Linked DNA regions of Pan troglodytes: region 1 is linked to region 2. A link is a contact called in public Hi-C data. All regions are on one chromosome and are shown on one strand. Each heading gives the region's core, a stretch centred on a gene start, on an enhancer-like site or on the middle of the called end of the contact. The rest is flanking DNA. Distances are from core to core; before and after follow the strand shown.

The links. Hi-C and Micro-C count contacts between places; a contact is called where the count stands out from the background.
Region 1: a Hi-C map of stem cell-derived neural progenitor cells shows a contact between it and region 2, with 4 times the contacts expected there. The contact joins the promoter of CDKN1C here to the enhancer-like site in region 2. A contact is called at or near these places in 1 of 7 Hi-C or Micro-C datasets (stem cell-derived neural progenitor cells) and 1 of 1 datasets of contacts at active chromatin or transcription factors (stem cell-derived excitatory neurons).

Annotation. Positions count from the first base shown.
Region 1 is chr9:7,143,089-7,145,856 of NHGRI_mPanTro3-v2.0_pri, forward strand. CDKN1C (cyclin dependent kinase inhibitor 1C) reads right to left here and starts at 1,415. Exons shown (of 4, transcript XM_063783719.1): 1 at 1,229-1,415; 2 at 283-1,061. The coding sequence starts at 1,051.
Region 2 is chr9:6,456,865-6,459,564 of NHGRI_mPanTro3-v2.0_pri, forward strand. No RefSeq gene overlaps it. Among named protein-coding and RNA genes, the nearest start is that of TH, 19 kb to the left of the region's middle. Within about 2 kb of position 1,282, at least 6 of the 24 cell types and tissues checked have an H3K27ac peak or open chromatin away from gene starts, as enhancers often do. A contact at or near this core is called in stem cell-derived neural progenitor cells, where this site is marked.

The DNA of each region.
Region 1 (2,768 bases), core at 165-2,664, 690 kb after region 2:
GCCGCGCCCGGGGAGGGGCTCCCGCGGCCGGGGGCGAAAACTGCGCTCCCGGGGGGTCGCGGCCGGGATTCAGCCTCCCACCCCGCCCGCGCAAAGCCGCTGGAGGGCACAACAACGGGGCGGGGAGGGGGGGTAAGGGCGCAGCCGCGCCCTGAGCGCTGCGGGCCCTTTAATGCCACGGGAGGAGGCGGGAACCCAGCGAGGCCCCCGAGGGCTGGGGGAACCGGCCGGCCGGACAAAGCGGGGCCGGGCCGGGCCGGGGCGGGGCCGTGCGGGGCTCACCGGAGATCAGAGGCCCGGACAGCTTCTTGATCGCCGCGCCGTTGGCGCTGGCGGCCGCGGTGCCGGCCGCGGGACGTCCCGAAATCCCCGAGTGCAGCTGGTCAGCGAGAGGCTCCTGGCCGCGCTGCCCCTGGTTCGCGCCCTGCTCGGCGCTCTCTTGAGGCGCCGCGTCCGGGGCCGGGGCCGGGGCGGGGGCCGGGGCCGGGGCCGGGGCCGGGGCTGGGGCCGGGGCCGCGACTGGAGCCGGGGCCGGAGCCGGAGCCGGGGCCGGGGCCGGGGCCAGGACCGCGACCGCGACCGGAGCCGCGACCGGAGCCAGAGCCGGGGCCGGGGCTGGAGCCAGGACCGGGGCTGGGGGCGGGGTGGACGCCGGGGCCGGGACCGGGACACTAGGCAGCTGCTCCGGCGCCTCCTCGAGGCCGTCGAGGGACTCAGCGGCCGGCTCGAGGGGCGGGCTGACAGCCACCGCGACCGCGACGGGCCGCGGCGCCAGCAGCAGGCGGCAGCGCCCCACCTGCACCGTCTCGCGGTAGAACGCGGGCACCGAGTCGCTGTCCACTTCGGTCCACTGCAGGCGTCCAGGGCCCCGCAGCGGCATGTCCTGCTGGAAGTCGTAATCCCAGCGGTTCTGGTCCTCGGCGTTCAGCTCGGCCAGGCGGGCCTGCAGCTCGCGGCTCAGCTCCTCGTGGTCCACCGGCCCGAAGAGGCTGCGGCAGGCGCTGGTGCGCACAAGTACTGGGAAGGTCCCACGGGCGACAAGACGCTCCATCGTGGATGTGCTGCGGAGGGACGCGTCGGACATGGCCCGGGGCTGCGCAAACGCGGGCAGCGAGAGAGGAGAGGACAGCGAGAAGAAGGGGAAAGGAGAGGAGGAGAGGGCGGAGGCCGGGCGCAAGGGAGACCCCGCGCCGCCCGACTCTGCGTGTGCGAGGGACGCGGCGGCTACCTGGCTGTCCGGTGGTGGACTCTTCTGCGTCGGGTTCGCCTGTCTCGTCCGGACGGCAGCCGCGCCCCCTCGATGCCTGCTGGCTAGCTCGCTCGCTCGGGCCTGGCCGGCACCCCTCGAGCACAGCGCACTTGGCCTGTGGAACGCCCAGCCCGCCTGCGCCCCCTTTATACGCGCGGGCCCCACCCCCGTGCGCGCGGGCCCGGCCGCGATTAGCATAATGTAGTATTTTCAGTTTCAACAACACCACGGCGATTGGCGGCCGCCCCGCTGCCCCGCCCCGCCGCGGCCCGGCCCCCGCGCACCGCCCATTGGCCGCGCGCACACCCACCGGGGGCGGGGCGGGGCGCGCGGCCGGGGCGCGCGGCTGATTGGCGGCCGCGGGGCGAGCGCGCTGTAGCAGGGGAAGGGGGCGGTGAGCGGGGCGGGGGCGGGAGTTAAAGGGCGCTGCGGGCGGTAACGTGACACCGCGACGCCCCGCCCCCTCGCCCCATCCCCCCTGCAACACTCCCCCACCCCCCCGGCTCCCGCCCCCCGCCGGCTCCTTTGTCTGCAGGCGGGGGCCTCAGCCCAGCGCGGCAGGGGCCGGCTCCTGGCGGGTCCGGTGTCCGGCCAGGCCCAACTCGACCCCGGCCCGGTCCGGACCCCGGCGCCCAGCTCCGTCCCGCGCTCGCCCGTGGGCCTCCTGCGCCAGCTGACGAGGCTTGGACCCGCCGCTGCCAGCTCGGCCCTGGCCTGCGCCGGATGGGGTCTTCGGCTGCCCCCGCGCGGCCTGCTGCTGCTGGGCTGGTGTCCCTTCGAGGGCTCCGCGCGCCTGGAGCCCTCACACACCTGCTGGCCCTAAGGCCCTCGAGTCGGGAGGGGGGACAGGGGTCAGCTCCACTCTTTCCCCGAGGGACCATGTGTGGGACACCTTGAGAGACTCCCACCAGCCCCCTGGAGCTGGAGTCTGAAGCCGCTATCTGCGGAGGCCCACCCTGCCCAGTAGATGGAACAGAGGCTGAGCCCATCATGTCACTGTCGGGGGTCCCAGCCCTTCTCAGCCTTGGGCCAGACCACTCCAGCCCCGGGATCTGCCTGTCCAGGCTGGCTGGAAGCTGTTGTACTGGGTAAAAGTGAAAGATCTGCCCGAGGTCATAGGGGAAGGGGCTGTGAAGGACCATGCCCCTCCCCCGCCTGCAGCCCTTCCTGGTACAGACCTTGGTCGTGCGCGCACGCACACACACACACACACACACACGCACGCACACACACGGTGCTTCACCCCAGCCAGGCCAGACCAAAAGAGACCATTATTTCCTGCTGCCTCCCTTTTGGCCCACCTACCATGAGGCAGGGAGCCCCCTCCTCAAACCAGGAGCCTCCCAGATCGGGAGGGGGACTGTCAGACACCTGTTGGAGGGTCCAGCAGCCAATGAGATCTAAGCCCCTATCTCAGGTGAGCCTGTGAGCCAGCAGAGAGACATCTGGGAGGGAGGGAAGGTGAGGTCCCCTGAACCCCAACCAGCCTGCCTTTGAGTCCCAAGACACCCCCACCCCC
Region 2 (2,700 bases), core at 32-2,531:
GTGGTCCCTAAAGACGTCAAATCTGTGGGGATGGAGAGGAGAATGGGGCTGCGGGGGGCTGGCGGAGGGGATGGGGCGTGAGTGTTTCAGGGGACAGAGTTCGGTTTGGGAAGATGACAGAGTTCTGGAGATGACGGTGGTGATGGCTGCCCGGCAACGTGAACGTGCTTAATGCTGCCGAACTGTGCACTGGAAGTGGTTCAGATGAGAAGTTTTGTGTTATGTGTATTTGACCACAAAAAACTGGAAAAAGTATAACACAAATAAAGGGAGAAAAGCATGTTGACAAAGAGACCCCAGAACGAACTCTTCTGCTGAATGAGGGGCTGCCTCACGTGTTTTTCTTTGCCAGCCTGGAGTTTCCACCCGCAGTCAGTGTGCACAGAGGGCTGGGCTGGAGGCAGAGACCGGCCGGGTCAGTGGCAAGGCTGTCTCTCAGCAACCCTGGGGCAGAGCAAGCAGCTCCTCCCGGGAGGCCAGGGGGGCACTGGACACAGGCCCACTCAGGGGCCGGGCAGCTGGTGGGCACACCCCGTGGGTGCTGGGAGTGCACAGCCACTGAGGCAGCACCTCAGGGAGCCCTGGGGCGTGTCCCCTCTGGGTCTACACAGCACTAAGGCCGCCCCTGGGGCATAAGGTCGGCAGCCTGCCTCCCACGGCACTGCGCTGCCTGTGCCCTCCTCATGGGCAGAGTGGGCATCCAGAGCCTGGCAGGACCCCTTCTGGCTTGTTGTCCACAAGTCCCCAGTTACACAGCCCAGGCCGGCTTCTGAGGGGCACGGTGATAGAGCCCCTCCCCGCCCTCTGCAGGAAGCCGGGAAAGAAGGGTGGACCCTTCCCATTCCAGGCTGCTCCCGCCCCACAGGGAGGGCCGTGTTGGCAGTGAAGCCTGAGGCTCAGGGTCCAGGCAGAAAGCGCTGGTTCCTCCAGACCGCCAAGCGCGGTTGCTATTTATTTCTTCTCCATTAAAAGCCTCGGGACCATTTATTGATTTCTTGCTAAGATGTGTTATCGTCCATGATACAGCAAAGTGAACAAAACTGGAGAAAACAGGGGCAGAGGCGAAGGCGAACGCACGCGTGGCGGCCCTGCTAACGGGGCTCTGAGCATCTTGTTTCGCTGTCACCGCAGGAGGCCTTGCTGCCATCATCCCGCTGCGTGTCAGAAACCTTTTCCATGGCGTCTGTATCAATCCGCTTTTAACAAGGAAGAAGGAAGGGCCCGAGCCCGTGCCAGCTGCCTCGGGGTGAGGGCTGCCTGCCCCTGGGCCTTCGGCTGAGTAGGTTTGGAAAGCACTCCCTTTGTCTAATTACGCCTGATCCGGTATCCAGGGAAACAGCTGCATCTTAATCCTCAGGGCAGGACATTAGTTTGTCTTTTATCTGTCCACAATCGGCACCGGGGCCACGTGGAGCCAAATTGTGTTGACTTCTTGCACGCACGCGGAGGCTAATTGCAGGGACACGGAAAGCCAGAGACCCCTGAGAGTGGAGCAGCCTCCCAGTGTGCAGGGGGCAGAGCCGGGGGCTGCCCATGCTGAGCAAGCCCTGGGCACCTGCCTGGCAGGAAGGTCGGGGTGGAGGAAGCGGATGCAGGTGGCTGAGATTGCAGAGGGAGAAAGCAAAGGAGGAAGGAGAGAGAGGGAAGGAGGAGGATGAGGGAGGGGAAGGAGGAGGCCCTGAGGCTGTCTCAGGGAGGGGCCTGGGGCCTAGGACTCTGCGGAGGAGGAACAGAACTGTTCCCCAGTCCCCTTTGTCTGTTGACTTTGTCACCAGGCACATGCTAACCTTTCGGTGGACGAGGGTGTTGGTGACTTCAATTTGTTATTGAGGAAGCACAGATTTTTGTTTTCGTTTTGAGACAGGGTCTCTCTCTGTCACCCAGGCTGGAGTGCAGTGGCAGGATCATGGCTCACTGCAATCTCCATGGCCTCAATCAATCCTCCGACCTCAGCCTCCTGAGTAGCTGGGACTACAGGTACACGCCACCATGCCCTGCTAATTTGAAAACAATTTTTTGTAGAGACGGGGTTTCACTGTGTTGCCCAAGCTAGTCTCAAACTCCTGGGCTTAAGCGATGCCCCTGCCTTGACAACCCAAAGCATTGGGATTACAGGCTTGAGCCACCACACCTGGCCTGAAACCACAGTTTTTTAACTGAAAAAATAGGTATATATATATTTACGATTAAAAGAGTAACCCCACGCTCACTAGAAAAATGCAAAAGATACAGAAATGCATAAAGAAACCAAATGGCCTCAGAACTCCTAAAGCAAACACACGGACTAGGTAAAGTCCCCTGGGGAATAATCTGTGACCCCTCCTCCCCGAGCCTGGATAAATCAGGTGCCCTGTGTGGACACACCATGGGACACGAGATTCAAAGTGGTGGCTATGTCCGGGGAAGGAGGGAAGGAGGGAGGGAAGCACAGGGAGCCAGGGGCGTGGGCAGGGCTGGTTTCTTGTTCTTTAAATCGAGGTGCACGTGAGGCTAAGTCCAGGTTTGACAGAGCTGGGCGGTGGCCACTCCATGGTGCTGGTGATGACTATCTTTGTGAACCGAGACGGCCAATCATTAACATCCCCTAGACCCCTGGGGTACACCCTGGAGGGGCCCCTGGCTAGGTGTGGTGTGACTTCTCAGGGGGAAGCAGAAATGCACCCTCCTGGGTCACCCCCTCCAGGCTGAGACCCAAGGGGG